Linked DNA regions of Mus musculus: region 2 is linked to region 1. The links are chromatin contacts, called in public HiCAR-type maps. All regions are on one chromosome and are shown on one strand. The core of a region is the stretch at or near the end of the contact, and the rest is flanking DNA. Distances in the headings are between cores, read along the strand shown.

Region 1 (4,467 bases), core at 1,349-3,848:
GAAAGCACCTGCATTAGTTTCCATGTTTCCAGGATGCAGAAACACTGAGGAAACCAGCATCAATGTCTCTCTCTAAGTGCTCCTGGGAACAAATTAAAGACACCAAGAACCCAGAGCAGTGCTCCATCCAGGGGGACTGGCTGGTGCCAAAGAACAAGGCCAGCCAGCAAAGCCGGGAGATGGGGTTTCTTTGCTCAGGCTGATCTGCTTGCCTCTGTCTCCTAAGTGCTGGTATCAAAAGTCTGTGCCACCATGCCCAGCTTGGAAGCTGAATTCTAAACGTGACTATGCCAAGCAAAAGAAAAATGTGAGAATGTTTCAACACTTGGAAACATTTTTCCATGCTAGGCTGGAGCTACCTCCCTCTTTGTGACTTTCCACTTTATTTGGTTTTGTATGTTGGTATTAGATGTTGAGGTATGCCTAAAAATTTAAAAGGGAAAGACAATAATTACTGCTTGTGTATCAATGTGTCTGTAATTTATTTTGTAAGCTGGCTTTAGAGATTACCCTCTTAGCATATGATATGGTTGCCAATACCGTTATATAGTGCACTTTGACCTTGGAACCTAGACATTTTACACAAATTCTTTGAGAGTCTATCTCTAATCACAAAAATACTTATCGACAGATGTTACTCCCTTGAGCAAAGCATAAAAATGTCATGTGTTGACTGCAAGCGTATGGAACACCAGGGGGCGCTACTGAGTAAGCAGGAAAGGACGGAGCAGTCTAGAATTCTGAGAGGTCAGAGAACCCTCACAAATGCATATTAGCATATGTAGTTACAGGTTAGTAAGTGCTAAGTTCTTTATTAATTCCACCATGTCAGAATGTAACCTAGCTGACTAGGTAAAGAATTAAACCTAAAAGAGTTAGTCTTAGGCCATCTGAGACAGATGCCCCACGAGTACACAATTAGGATAGTCTTGAGTGTATTTCCTAGAGCTGCTAGTTAGGGGGGAAGAACTTTAAGAATTAAAAATTGTAAAAAACTTTTTGCAGTGAAAATGCACCATACAATACATAAACACTGTGGACTAAGAAGGTGTTTCTCTGATCAGGGTGTCCACGTCTCTGTCCATGTTGTTAGACTCATCAGGAGAAAACGTCAGTACAGGAGGGATGTTTTAACTAACTTTGTCATACTCTGGGTTTTGTAGCTATAGTATTGACAGAGGCAGAGTGGGAGCGATAAGCAAATTCTGGTCCAAAAAGGGTGCCAAGAGGTTACAGTGATGTCAGGAGACCCCTGTTTCTGGATGGAGTTAGTGGTAGGCTCTGGAAGTGTAGCTTGAGGGATGCCCGTGGAGTCGGACTGTTTGTGCTCTGAGTTTACACCCACGTGCACACGTGAAACTGTCCACTCAATAAGACCAGTGCTTACTGATTTATTGGAATTACATGTATCTTTTTTTGATGTTCTAAGTTTTGGAGGCTTGTTCTGTGCTCATTTAACTGGGTATGTTTGTATACTTGTTACGATCATGGTGGTGGTGGTTACACAGGGTCTCGTCCTGTAGCCCAGACTGACCTGGGACTTTTGATCTTCCTGCCTCTCAGCCCTCTTGAATGCTGAGTTACAGGCAAACTCTGCCACACCTTGCTCTTTAAGTAATTTATACCTCACCTTCTCCACCAAGCAACTATGCTTTCAACTCAACAGTCCTGTTCTGCTTGTATACTGCCATGTTTTATTCCCTGTGTCCCAATTAGCTTTGGGGGGCAGGGCCTAGAAATACCTAACTCATTCCCTTAGCATGATCCAGGCTGTGTTCCAAGGGTCTGAGGTAGACACATCTATTTAAGACCCAGCACTTCCCAGCCTGGGGTAGCTAGAGGCACACATGCCTTGAGTCCTGCATGTCTAGCCAGTCCTGGACCCACATGCTCCATGCTTCGTTGTACTGTAGCTAGTAAGACCTTTGTGTCATCAGGTTTCTTTTTCTTTTTTCTTTTTTTTTTTTTTTTTTTTTTTTGTTTTGTTTTGTTTTTTCGAGACAGGGTTTCTCTGTGTAGCTCTGGCTGTCCTGGAACTCACTCTGTAGACCAGGCTGGCCTCGAACTCAGAAATCCGCATGCCTCTGCCTCCCGAGTGCTGGGATTAAAGGCTTACACCACCACACTCGGCCTGTCATCAGGTTTCTTTTCCCCAGCACTTCTTCCTCTTTTAATTGCTCCAAACTCAAGAACCTAATGGAATTCTTTCCCCCTTTTATAGATGACAAAAACTCTAAGATTTTCTACTTGAAGAGAGTCATTGAATGGGGAAAGAATGAAGTCCACAAGGAGTTCCGTGCTTCAACTTCACCTCCCCGTTCACTGGCTTGGGCAACAGAAGAGCTTTGTTCTCTATAGATAAAGAAACCAAGGTACAGAGTGGTATCTGTGAGGGGTTTTGATGGTTGGAGGCCAGTCTCAGCAAGTGATAAGTATATAACGCTAAAAGGCCACTACAGACAGGCTGGAGAGAAAGTGCCACTACATAAGACACTGTTAAGAAACTGCCATTGGGATTCTGCTGATTAACCCGGGGCAGGCAAAAGGAGTGTAGGTAGTGAACAGCAGGGGGAGCCCTTGCTGAGGCTGAGAGGACTTGGAGGGATCAGAGTGCTTCTCTTTCTCCCGCTCTTAACTTTGTTCCGTGCACAGGTATGACTTCCCTGATGAGAGTGGCCACAGCACACCAACAGCCCTGCTGCTTCCAAAGGCCAGTGAGATGCATGCCCTTTCTCCTCAGGAGCGGAGGCCAGCAAAACCCAGGAACTGAATGACTGAGCACTGGGAATGAGCTGTGTCGGGGATAAGAAGTGGTGTGAGGATTCCAATCTCTAGCTAGGGCTTTAGGATTCCAAATGCAGCCTTCCTCACGCCAGGTCCCATTACTCTCATCCCTTATGGCCCTTTGCCTGCTCTGTGTGTGCAAGGAGAGTTTAAAACCTACTTTGTTGGGCTTCAAAGATGGTTTGGAGATTAACAGCACTGGCTGCTCTTCCAAAGGACCTGGGTTCAATTCCCAACACCCACATGGTTGATAATGGCCTGTAATTCCAACTCTGGGGGATCCAATGAGAATATACAATTAAAAGACTATGATAGGATGTATGGTCCATTGCACACAGGTAATGTACTTAGGTATAAGCAAAACTCTCACACACATAAAAAAAAATCTTTAAAAAAAAATTGCTCGAGCTGGAGAGATGGCTCAGCAGTTAAGAGCACTGGCTGCTCTTCCGGATGTCCTGAGTTCAAATCCCACATGGTGGCTCACAACCATTTCTACCAAGATCTGATGCCGTCTTCTGAAATGCAGGTGTATATGTTAGAGCACTCATATACATAAAATAAGTAAATCTTTTTGCTCAGTAATACAGCAGTTCATTGTGGTAGGGACATGTAGAAACAGTGCTCTTTTTTTTTTTTTTTTTTTAGATTTATTTATAATATGTAAGTACACTGTAACTGTCTTCAGACACTCCAGAAGAGGGCTTCAGATCTTGTTACAGATGGTTGTGAGCCACCATGTGGTTGCTGGGATTTGAACTCAGGACCTTCAGAAAAGCAGTCAGTGCTCTTAACCGCTGAGCCATCTCTCCAGCCCCGAAACAGTGCTTTGACTGAAAAGGCAGTCAGTGCCCCATCGCCAGCAGGCTGGTAAGGGAGGGATGTGGGGGCTAATAATGATTCGGAGCTTTAAAATCACCAGTTTCCATTCATCCTTCTCCCATCTCAGCTAACATGACCTTGTGCCCAAAGCCTTGGAAATGCAGCTTCAAGACCCTCCTTGGGTGCTGCCTTCTCACTTCCCTGCACACATGACACTAGAGCTGGCTTTTCCTTTCAACATGTGACCTCCACCTCTGTGTGACAGTGGGCAAGGTGACACTGTGCTTTGTGGTCTCCAAACTCAAGCCCCTAAAGTGCTGTAGAACCAAATGAAGGCTCCTGTCTTTTTTCCCTCTTTCTCTGGACCCCCATTGTGCAACTCGGCGTGGGACCAAGTCTTCAGGGGGGCTCAGCAAAGACTTGGTGACAAGCTGATTGATGGATTCCCCGCCTCTTGCCTGCCTTCTTGCCCACTCCTGCAGACTCTGGCCCTGCTCCACTGTCCAGCTGCCCAAGGGAGGGGTCTGCTTTTCTTTGTTGAGTCAGCACCAATGAGTCAAGGCCAAGATCAGCTGGGAGCTGGGCTTCGAGGGGAGGGGTGGAAGACTGGGGAGGGCGTAAGAACCTTGTGGCTCAAAGGCAGGCATGGTAGGGAGCCACGAATGAAGGGCACTGGGGTGTATCATCAGCACGGGCAGAGGGCTGCAGTGGTAATGGGACCTCTGGTCTGTGGTGTGAATGGGAGCCCTTTCTTATAGGAAAACACAGACGTTTATTCAAATCATGTTAAGATTCCTAAAAGTTCTCAGTCATGTCTCATGCTTCAGCTCTACTCTGTGAAAGATGACACAATGTAAGATC
Region 2 (4,467 bases), core at 1,027-3,526, 830 kb after region 1:
TCCTGTGATAGGAGGAATGTCACAGATTCGGTCTCTAAGGCAGAAGGTATCTTAACCTGGGGCATTGCTCCAGAACTGTGTCCTGCCTTCTTCCCTGCTCCTAGGCATCAGTTTTCTAACAGCCAGGGATGTAGGTTGCAACATCATATCCTGGCCTGTTCATGACTTGATAGGTATGGTTCAACTCCACCCATTTACAAAGGCAGAGTTAAGCCCCGCCACTCTCTCTGTTTGCTTTCTCCACCTATGGCTCTGCTGTGCTTTAGATTCAGCCACCTCTGCACATCTAGTTTTCTCTTGGTTGCTACAGTATTTCAAAAGCCGAAAAAAGGCCTCAGGATGAGAACCAATAACACCAAACTCCCCCATGTCTATGCAAATGTCGTTGTTATATTTTTTTCTAATGAGTTGGCTCAATATTCTTGACATTCTCTGGAGCCTTGAGATGAAACCTTCAGTCTTTATGGGCCCTCATTTCCCTTCAGGTCCCCAGTAAGAAACAGAAGACACACTCAGGCAGGGGTGAGAAGGGTTTAGCAATAGGAGGAACTTGCCAGGATGTGGACTGAGGCAAGGGACATCAGAAAAGCATGTCAGGAGACAAGGAGAAGGGATTCCTTGACACCCCTAGGGCCAAAGAAGCAGCTAGAGAGAGAACAAGGACTGTAGGTAGATCACTTCACCTGTGCTGCAGGATCCCAGCGTTTGACAAAATGACCCAGCACACTGCTGAGCCTCAAACTGAGAAAGAAAGGGGAAGAGGTTTCCCTCCCGTCAGTCCCCACTTTCTGGGCTCCTATGAGCCAAACCCAAGTGGAAGCTAGGGACAACTCAACATGATCAAGAAATGTCAGCTGCCAGAAAGCAGAGACACCAGTTGGCCAAGGGTAAGGGTGGATCTCAACACAAGAAGACCCAGAACACGGATATGCTAAGACTCAGGTTATGTCCATCTGAAAGCACACATGGAAGTTATCCTCCCTTCTCACTTCATGCCTCTTTAGCTAATAACTGCCTACTGTTTTTGTTTGCAAGGCACACATTTCTTGCTGAGGTTTCTGCATACACCTACTGTTCACTCTCTATCCCCATTTTCTCTCCAGGCATTTGCTGTCTTGTTCCTGGCTTTACAGCCTTCCTGGAAGTTATCCCCCAGAAGTGACAGACTCCCTGATGATGCACAAGCCCAGCATGAGCTTTGCGGTCCTTAGGAGCCTTGCCCTTGCCAAGGCAGAGGCACTTGTTTTCTTATTCCCAGTGCCTGAGACTGCAGGACAGCATTGAGGAGGATCAGTTCCCTAGGTTGAAGACACAGCATCATGTGCTGACCAGTTCTTACACACTTTCCATGATGGTTAGCCATCAAGCTCTGCAAAGTTCAGCCATTCAGAATTGGGGGCCCTAAAATAATCTGGAAGGAATGGAATTTTCCACAATAGAGACATCTTACATATACATACATATATGTATATATATATATATATATATATATATATATATATATATATACATATATGTATGTATATATCAAAGAATATATAAGAATTATATATATATATATATAATTATATATCAAAGGATCTCTTCTAACAACGTTTAAACCTCAGCCTTTCAGCCATACTCTGTCCCCTTGACATGACAACTTCACCCATAGACCACTGCTCCTTCCCTGTAGAGCCTTAGTGTACAGCAGCAGTGAGTGATATAAGCTGTCAGCATCCCATCCAGTAGGATAGACAGTAGAACCTGAGGACCCAAGCAGAGATGGCTCTGTTAATGAGGCCAGTCCTGGCAGACTGCAATCCCACACAGAGAGGTGGGCAGAAGAGGAAAAAGTGCTGACAATTGAGCAGGCAGGTGGAATTCAAAGGTTGTTTTTTTGTTTGTTTGTTTTTTTTTCCAAATTAAATTAGGTTTTCTCTGCCAGGGCTTCTGGACCCCAATACAGCAAGAAGTCAAACACCGACATTCATCCTTTTGCAAATGGGAACCCCTTTCCTACGCTGGAACACAGTCAGGATGTAGCTGAATGGCCCAGTGGAAAAAGCTGACTCTGGCTGCACCTCCCCACATAAGCCTTTGCCTCTAGATCCCCTTGAATTTCCTCTCCAAGAGGGCTTGAAAAATATGCAAGGCTTCAGGCCGTCCAAGGAATGCAGCCGGGCTTAGCCATTCATTTCCAAGGCTCAAAACCACCAGAGCAGGAAAAGTAGACAGTGCTGGGCAGGATCATCTCCGGTGAGGTTTGGAAACAGGAGTTAGCCCTGGCTGAGCAGGCTGAATTGATGTGGTCTGGCCTAGGGGCCAGGAATGGACAGAATGATCGTCATAGCTCTCAGCCAGCCCTGGTGGGTCGATGAAAAGAGACGTTTGATTCATTCTCAGGCTCTACCCAAGCAACTCTGAAATATTCCTAGACAGTTGCCAGAAGAGTCAGTGGTGGGTGAAACAAAGACCCAAGAGCCAAGACTCCTGGCCTGCCAAGCCATTTCCTTCCACCACCTTGCTGTGTTTTCCTTTACGTCTGCTTCTCTAATAAATTGTAAGACCCCTGAGGGCAGAGACTCTTCCCTCTTCTGGTCTGCCACCTCCTGTTTCCTCTGCCACGCTGTGCAGCAGAAGGGGTTTTTGGTTGGCTGGAGGTCATTTCTGAGTTGCAACGCGTTAGCTGCCTGGCTATGGAAAGGAGGCACAGAAGTCAGAGTGGGGAGGGGGACAAGCAGGAATTAGTATGGGGTCGCGATAGTTCACTAAGGCCTTCCAATTTCTACTCTACTTGTGTGCCCCAGAAAGGGAAAAGAAATTATTTAAACAAAGTATAGGAGCTGGAGAGATGGCTCAGTAGTTAAGAATCCCTGTAGTTCTTACACAGAGTCCTTGAGTTAGCTTCCCAGAACCCATATGGAGGCTCACAACTGGAGTTACAACTCCAATTCCAGGTGAGCCAATGCCCTCTTCTGACCTCTGTGGGTACCAGGCACACCACACATATGGTGCACATACATACATGCAGGCAAAATACTAACACGTAAAATAAAATTTAAAAATCTAAACAAATAAACAAAATATAGACACCCTCTTTCCCGTTGAGACTTGACAAAAACAAGACAAAACAACAAACAAACAAAAACCCACAGATTTTAAAACCTGGAAGACACTTTCATCAAATGGGAAGTATAAAGGGAGGCTCAAAAACATGATGCCTAGTCATGTCTGGACATGTTAGGGTCCCGTAAATGTGGACAGACAAACAGACTGACAGACAGTATGTCGGAGGATGACTGGAATGAGTCTGGTAGGAAAAACCAGGGAGAGTGAAGAAATAATATTCCCTTGCAGGGAAAGCTTTGAGTAATGATTGGCTGGTGCAGAGGAATTTTGGAACAGAGAGAGACAGGTACAGGTCTTTACAGGTGGCCACAAGGCAGGGGTTGAATGCAGGGCGCAGGGCTGAGAAGTGTGGAAAAGGATCAGGAAACAGTTCATGAGATTAGCAAATAACAGGAAGTGGACATGGGGGGTGGGGGGAGGAACGTATGGCTAAAATGGAATGGCAGGGAGCCTTGAAGCTCAACATATGCAGATGAGAATAAGTACACTCCAGTGGGACAGAAGATCCAAACTGGAAACCCACCCCTACACTTATAAAAACATGAAATAAGTCACCCTCTCTCTTGGCTCTCCAGGAGACTCTTGACCCTCTCCAGGGCCTCTGCAATTCCAGGACAGAGAGATCAGAAAAAGAGAAATGGGAACTCAGAAGTTATGCAGAGGGAATTAGCAGGCAGCGGGTGAAGGCATGCACCTCTCACTAAGTGACTCAGGAGAAAAGGCCACTCTGCTTTGGAGTGGCTATAAAGGAGCCTGATTTAGCAGTGATAGAGTAAGCTCACTGTTGGATCAAGAATGTGGGAGAGACCTTGGCGATTGCCACAAAGGTCGATCATTGGATGGCTCTCCCTCATGATACCGGGCATATGAGCCTAGGGGCCAATGAGAAGGCTTGTGTATGGTGCTTTATAGTCTCCTTGTCCTCAGAGCGCAGAGACCAAGTTTTATAGGATTAGTTCATTGCAAAAGCCCATCTTCAATCCACCTCTGTTCAACATGGGATCTTTGAACGTCTCTTCCAAGCCAGATATGGATTTCATATGAGTGCACACAAAAAATTGAATGTTTCCACTCTAGAAGAGATATTTAAATTCTAGTGAGGAAAAAAAACCACAAAAATTAAACAAACATACAAATGTGATTGCTTAGTTAATGACCAATACTACTTGAAATTCAAGCCATATTCAAGCCATGCAGGAAATGAAGGCATGTGCCTGGGTGGCAAGTCACACCAGACCTCTCAGAGGAGCTGGGGTGTGTGGTAGCCAGAATGGGAACAAGGGGAAGCCCAGGGGAGAGTATATGCTGAGATCTGATCTACTGCTGAGGTTTAGGAAAAGGGAAGTAAGGTATTTG

What was found. HiCAR-type assays count read pairs that join an accessible place to other places.
Region 2: a contact with region 1 is called in a HiCAR-type map of astrocytes, with 2.3 times the contacts expected there. The contact joins two enhancer-like sites. A contact is called at or near these places in 3 of 39 promoter capture datasets (cranial neural crest, hippocampal neurons and liver), 1 of 115 datasets of contacts at active chromatin or transcription factors (astrocytes) and 1 of 9 other capture datasets (embryonic stem cells).

Annotation. Positions count from the first base shown.
Region 1 is chr1:72,716,468-72,720,934 of GRCm38.p6, forward strand. No RefSeq gene overlaps it. Among named protein-coding and RNA genes, the nearest start is that of Rpl37a, 7.4 kb to the left of the region's middle. Within about 2 kb of position 2,599, at least 24 of the 459 cell types and tissues checked have an H3K27ac peak or open chromatin away from gene starts, as enhancers often do. A contact at or near this core is called in astrocytes, where this site is marked.
Region 2 is chr1:73,543,350-73,547,816 of GRCm38.p6, forward strand. No RefSeq gene overlaps it. Among named protein-coding and RNA genes, the nearest start is that of C530043A13Rik, 16 kb to the left of the region's middle. Within about 2 kb of position 2,277, at least 8 of the 459 cell types and tissues checked have an H3K27ac peak or open chromatin away from gene starts, as enhancers often do. A contact at or near this core is called in astrocytes, where this site is marked.